Regions from separate parts of the Mus musculus genome. Here region 1 is linked to region 2. The links are chromatin contacts, called in public promoter capture Hi-C maps. All regions are on one chromosome and are shown on one strand. Each heading gives the region's core, a stretch centred on a gene start, on an enhancer-like site or on the middle of the called end of the contact. The rest is flanking DNA. Distances are from core to core; before and after follow the strand shown.

Region 1 (3,197 bases), core at 170-2,669, 240 kb after region 2:
TTCCGATCTTAAGGGGCTATCACCATCAAATAATGGATCCTTTCTTCTTTTCAATGCATTCAATTACCATGAAAAGTTATATCTCAAGCAATCTCACAGAACGGTCGGTAGAAGATTTTTCCTTAAAATTAAAGTTTTCAGCCGGGCGTGGTGGCGCACGCCTTTAATCCCAGCACTCGGGAGGCAGAGGCAGGCTGATTTCTGAGTTCGAGGCCAGCCTGGTCTACAAAGTGAGTTCCAGGACAGGCAGGGCTATACAGAGAAACCCTGTCTCGAAAAACCAAAAATAAATAAATAAAATAAAATTTTCTCTCACATATTCACATAAATATCTTACTTACCAACCGTCTTCATCTCTGCACTTGGACAGTTTCGGTTCCTTATCCACAGAGACGTTACAGGAGACGCCTGGAAAGAGAGTCGCAACACTTTGTTAGTGTGGTTTGTTGTTACACACCTGCAGACAGGAACTTTTAACTCAACTTTAACTTGTATTTTAGAGGACTAGGGGAAAAAAAGAGCCCAAAGACTGGTGGGAAGTGGGGTACTCCCGTGGTTCAGCACTAAAGGGATGGGGGCCTTCTGGGAGAAGAGGTGGAACAAGGATTACTTCACATCCTTTTCTGAAAACCAGTGGGGTTAAGAGATAAACAAAATGACCCAGCGAAGAGCATTGGGACTCACCCAGTAAAGACATCGCCTACTCTGTGGCCATATACCATACACTTATTTAATCGTCCCCGTTATCCCATCATTATCCCTCGTTTTGGAGACGAGAAACTTGAGGCACAAGCAGTTGAACAGACTGCCCAAGGACACTAAGCTAAGTCCCCAAAGCAGCTGACAGAGTCCGTCAGATGTGAAAACACTCCCCTGAAGGAAGCACCTTCCTAAAACGTCAGGATGACGCTCAACCGCTGCCCTTGGGGGGCATGGAAGACCCAGGAAAAAACTTGTCACTCGTGAGCCACCCACAGGGACGCCTCTCCTGCGGTTTGCTGGGACAGCTCTCGTCCCCACCCCAGCCCCCGCAGCCCCAGGAAACCCCGACGCAGGAGGGCGGCCCGAACTGACTGCGCAACAGGATGCAGTTGGTGTCCTCCTGGCTGGCCACCCAGGTGAGCGAGTCGCCCAGTGGCCGGCGACAGCGGGCACAAAGGAACACCAGCGGGTTCTCCGCCGCGGCCGCCTTCTCCTCAGGCCGTTCCTTCTCTAGCCCTAACGCGTCTGCGCTCGACATGTTTGCCCACTTCTGCAGCCGCAGGTAGCGGCTCGAGTCTTCCGACAGACGCTTCTCCAGCAGGGGGGACTCGCTCGACATAGCCAGGCGGTTTTAACCACAAGCGGTCAAGGAACATCCCAGAGACCAGGAAGCAGCCATGACATACGAATTTGCCGCGCCCCGGAACCTCACGGGAATAATACCTCTGCGCATGCGCAAGGTGCAAGAGGCGGGGCACCGCCCGAAGGGGTGGGACCTGAAGAAGGGCCCGACTGCATCGAAGGCGCATGCTCGCCATCTGACCGGCGCGCGAGCCGCGCTCACTGCGCTTGCGTCCTGCGGTCTTCCTGAGCGAAAGCTGGTGAACTGGGGTGCTGGGGTGCTATCTGCGGGCATTTCAGCTCCTTCCGCCGCTGCTGAGAAAGTTGAAGGCTTCGAATTAAATGAGTAGCAGCTCACCTAGTTCCTCCACACTGTTAGCGGGCATGCCCGTGCTGGGTAAGCAGACCCATCTTCACGGAGCCGAAAGTGGACCCAGGAATTCCAAGCGGTGTACTGCAAGTCACATCTCTGATTCTAGCCCGTCTGCTCCCGGAGACCCGCTTTCCTACATCTAGAAAAAAACAGGGGTCTGTGGCGAGCCAAAGACGCCCCCTGCCTCAAGGACCCAGCGTTACTGAGACTAGCACTGCAAGGAAAAAATATGAGAAGCTGGAGGGGACAGCATCGCTGTGGCTACAGAGTGGGCGTGTGTCTGGGTCAGAGTATGGTTCACCCTACTCCAGGGCGGGAAGGACGGTCAGTCTAAAGAAAGTCAGCTTTTGATTTCAAAGACCACAGGCTAGAGGGAAGGCGCGCCACCACGAACAGCCTGGATGCATCAGTAAGAAACAACACGCAAAGACCACCATATCCCCCTCCCCCCCCCCCCCCCCCCCAGTCACACTACCCAGTTCGCTTCACTAAACTACATCACACTTACCACCTATTTTCGTATCTCTGGCCACTAGCAAAAAGTTTCAAATCCTAAGTCGTTGACCTGACCGAGGTGGTACCAGGCTGGAAACTAGAAAGGCTATTTTGCCTTCTCTGAATATGATTTTGACTTTCTGTTTTTTGAATCTTTTTTTTTTTTTTTTTGTCCAGGCTGCCCAGGAATTCATTATGTAGCTCACCCACAGTGATCCTCCTGCTTCAGCCTCCCACATGCTAGGATAACAGCCCAGCCCAGAGGCAAAGAAATGACTCCTTTTGGAACCTATTTCAACAAGTCCCTGAGGCGTATCGACCTTTAACCGCCAGGAATCCTGTGGTCCTGCTTGAGGTGTGCCAAGACGGAACGGAGCAAAGAATACCATAAACCAACAGACTTTGCAAATACACTGGAAGGTACACCAATAGGCAGATTACAGCAAAGCAGTGGGACCCTGCTGTAGACCCTGATGCTACCTGGCCATACTCTTAGCATTTTGGTTATAAGCTGGGGAATCTGTTTGTACACATTAAAGTATTTAACTAATAGTCAGAAGGATATGGCCACATACAAGGGAGGGGAGTAAATGACCACGGAGGGGACTCAAGGTAACCCCAAATTACTGGGCTTTGAACTTCCAACCTCTCCACATCACTGATGCTCTGATCCTCCAGCTAGCCATTGTAGTCTCTTCTTCTTTCCTGGAAATTTCCTTTAAAGTTCCAAGATCCCCAGTGGATGCAGGAAATAGCAGACGTTGCCAAACACTCTAGAACCAATGTTTTGTTTTGCTGAACTAGGTGTGGTGGGAAGGGAGGGGAAGGAAAAGACAGGAGAAAGGACAGATAGAGGAAGCAGGAGGAGAAATGAATGGATGAGGCCTTGAGCATCTTCCTGAACAGATTGTGGGTTCATTTTTATTTGCATGTATTTAAGGGGGAACATGAACATGCTGGAGGTCAGAGGACAACTTGAAGCCTCTTGTTTTCTTCCTGAGGATTG
Region 2 (2,860 bases), core at 215-2,714:
GATGGAGCTCTTAACTGCTCCTGGGAAGAGGTACAATGGAATCTCTATGGAGACGCTTGTTCTGAGGGTTTGTGGGGCATGCTGGGGCACAAGTCCAACAAGGATGGCCTTAGCAGGGCTATCTGGAGGTGTTTGGCCTGCAAGCGGTTTCCCCTTCACACAATGAGGCCCTCTCCTCATTGCCAAGTGTCCCTCCCTTGAGCACAGGAACTTGTCCTTACAGGCCAGCAGCCTTGGCCTCCCTCTCCAGCAGACGCCCACATCTTACCTACTTCTTGCTACTAAGTTCAGTCTGAAGTGAGACTGGCCCTAGAGCTTTCATAACCTGATTCTTAAACCATGGAAACCCCCAAAGGGGACTGGAAAGGAGCCACAGTAGTCTCCCACAGCTGCTGGCTGCCCACCTGTGCCTGGGGTACAGAGCGGTCTGAAGGAGCCTTTGCTGCTCGCTCTCTCCCTCTCCCTCTCTCCCTCTCCCTCTCCCTCTCCCTCTCTCCCTCTCCCTCTCCCTCTCCCTCTCCCTCTCCCTCTCCTCCTCCCCCTCCCCCTTCCTCTCCCTCTCCCTCTCATGTTCTAAAATGGGGTGAATGCAATTTGATCTTTTTTTTTATCAAGTTTTATTTTAAAGTGCATTGCAACAGTGTATCTCATCAGGTTTATTTTTCTCCCCCCCCCCTTGAGGTAGGAACGGATAGAAATGGTGACTTTGCAGATGAACAGAAAGAGTAAAAAAGAAAAAGTAAAAAGAACGGAAGAAGTTCCTTTAGACTTTTCAGGGCAAACCTATCATACCCTCTTTCAAGCTCCATAGAGGTCTGTAGGTGTGTGTGTGTGTGTGTGTGTGTGTGTGTGTGTGTGTCTATCTGCCCATCTGTGTTTGTGTGTGCTGCCTGTGTATCTGCTTGGGTCTATATGTGTCTATCTGTGTGTGTATCTAAGTGGCTCTGTCTGTCTGTGTATGTGTGTGTGTTCTGTTTGTGTGTTGTTCTATTTGTGTCTATATGCATTCACATGGCTCTGTGTGTATGTGTGTCTGTCCATCTGTCTGTCTGTCTGTGCATTTGCTATAAAAGCTTGTTCTCCTTTGCTTTAGAAAAGGTAGAATGTGGACCATTTGTGTTTCATAGAAACAGAGGGGCAGAGAGCAGTAGAGACCTGTGATTATCTCCTGCCTGCCTTCCCATGGTCACTTGGAACACACCTTGTAGCAATCTGGATGTCTTGGTGCATTTTCTGTTAACAGTAGAATGCCCGAGACCAGATAATTTATGAACAACAGAGGTTCATTTCTTACATTTCTGGATGCCAGTGTCTGCAGAGGGAGGGCCTTCTCGCTGCATCACAGTGTGGTGGAAGGGACCGTGTGTTTGGAAGTACAGCGGAGAGTCTTTTATTGGGAGGCTGCTCCTACAGTAACCAAGTCTCTTCCAGCTGCCACCACCTGACCCTATCCTAGGCCATGTGGAGTTCATAGTACCGATGAGGGCTGTGAATCACTGAGTTTTCAGTCAGTTCAGGAGGAGTCCCTGGACCATCCCAGGCTCGTCCCTCATCACAGGCTTCCTGTGACCTTAGTAATGGCAGCGGCGGCGGCTGAGGAAGGAGCCTGTAGTATCTATGTGAGCCGCTCTCCTTACTTCTCACCCCCTCACTGGTTAAGGGTTATCTCTCCCCGGTGTTTCTATCCCTGGGAGTGGCACTGAGGACCCCACATCCTCACTTCCTGTCTCTGCACAACGAGCTCTCTGCAAAGGAACCGGGCATCCTTGTCGGGAAGGGCACGTTGGTGAAAGTGCCAAGGGCCACTTCCTCGCAAAGCTCGTCAGCACATAAATGAAACATTGATGAGCTCCCTCAAATTAAAAATACTGTTCAGCTTAAAGGGGGAAAAATGTAGAAAGCTGCCTTCCCCTCACCCAGGGCAAGATCAGGGATGCCTTGCCCAGGTTTAACAGTAAATACGAGTGTCGTCATCAGGGCCAGAGAAAGGATTTCTCCTTCTGCAGTTGCTTAGTGGCTCCACTGTTCCCAGAAACTTGAACTCAATTAATTTTAATCAGTTCAGTTTCCACTGACCCTTTCTCCCTCCCGGTTGCTGCTTATAATGCTGGGTCTAAGTGCCTGGCTCAATGCCAGAGACTGTGGGGCTGAAGGCAAATCAAACAGTCGAGTCCACTCCCATTAGAGGGATTAGGATCTGGTTCTGTAGAGATAAAATCTACAGCTCAAAAAAATGGCAATATCCAGGCGGGTTTTAGGTCTGTACATAAGTGCTCCCATGCTTAGACTATAGTGAGGGTTAGGAACTCACCAGGACTTCTCTGGCTCTTTAGTGTTTAGACTAAACATGCTGGGTCTCCTGTTAAATGAAAGCAGCCATCTCTGTGTTTGCCAAGTCTCTGATGCAGTTAGCATCTCAGGGTACCACTTGGTGATGTATATGTATGTATATATGTATGTATGCATGTATGGATGGATGGATGGACGGATTGATGGAAGGATGGAGGGATGGATTTAGTATTTTGAGACATGGTTTATTTGGAATTTTTCACTGTTGTGCTATCCATATGAAAAAACAACTTATAGGATAAATTATTTTGCTTCTGATTTCAGAGTTTTCAGACCATAGGGGTCAGGGCAGAGCAGAGCTGGTCATATCATAGCGGATGGAAGCAAATAGATATTAGGAAAGAGGCCAAAGCAAAATATAACTGCAAATAACACACACTCAGTGGCCTTTCTCTCAACCAAGCCCTGCCTCCCTAAATTTCACCTCTTCCCTAACCATCCTTTCCAGTTTTGAGACCATCAACTGATACATAGATAAGATCAGGATTTGCCCTCATAGACACCCCCAGGA

The links. Promoter capture Hi-C pulls out the DNA fragments that hold promoters and counts their contacts.
Region 1: a contact with region 2 is called in a promoter capture Hi-C map of maxillary cranial neural crest, with 7 times the contacts expected there. The contact joins the promoter of Mis18a here to the enhancer-like site in region 2. A contact is called at or near these places in 6 of 39 promoter capture datasets (cranial neural crest, frontonasal cranial neural crest, hippocampal neurons and 3 more), 11 of 484 Hi-C or Micro-C datasets (CD8 T cells, the N1E-115 cell line, cerebral cortex and 5 more), 9 of 115 datasets of contacts at active chromatin or transcription factors (SST interneurons, VIP interneurons, embryonic basal ganglia and 6 more) and 1 of 9 other capture datasets (adipose tissue).

What each region holds. Positions count from the first base shown.
Region 1 is chr16:90,725,952-90,729,148 of GRCm38.p6, forward strand. Mis18a (MIS18 kinetochore protein A) reads right to left here and starts at 1,420. Exons shown (of 5, transcript NM_025642.1): 1 at 1,075-1,420; 2 at 342-408. The coding sequence starts at 1,321. Gm17518 (a long non-coding RNA gene) reads left to right here and starts at 1,469. Exons shown (of 2, transcript XR_876238.3): 1 at 1,469-1,720; 2 at 2,369-3,197.
Region 2 is chr16:90,490,032-90,492,891 of GRCm38.p6, forward strand. All of the region lies in intron 9 of Hunk (hormonally upregulated Neu-associated kinase), which reads left to right. Among named protein-coding and RNA genes, the nearest start is that of Gm35882, 18 kb to the right of the region's middle. Within about 2 kb of position 1,465, at least 29 of the 459 cell types and tissues checked have an H3K27ac peak or open chromatin away from gene starts, as enhancers often do. A contact at or near this core is called in the N1E-115 cell line, embryonic basal ganglia and forebrain, where this site is marked.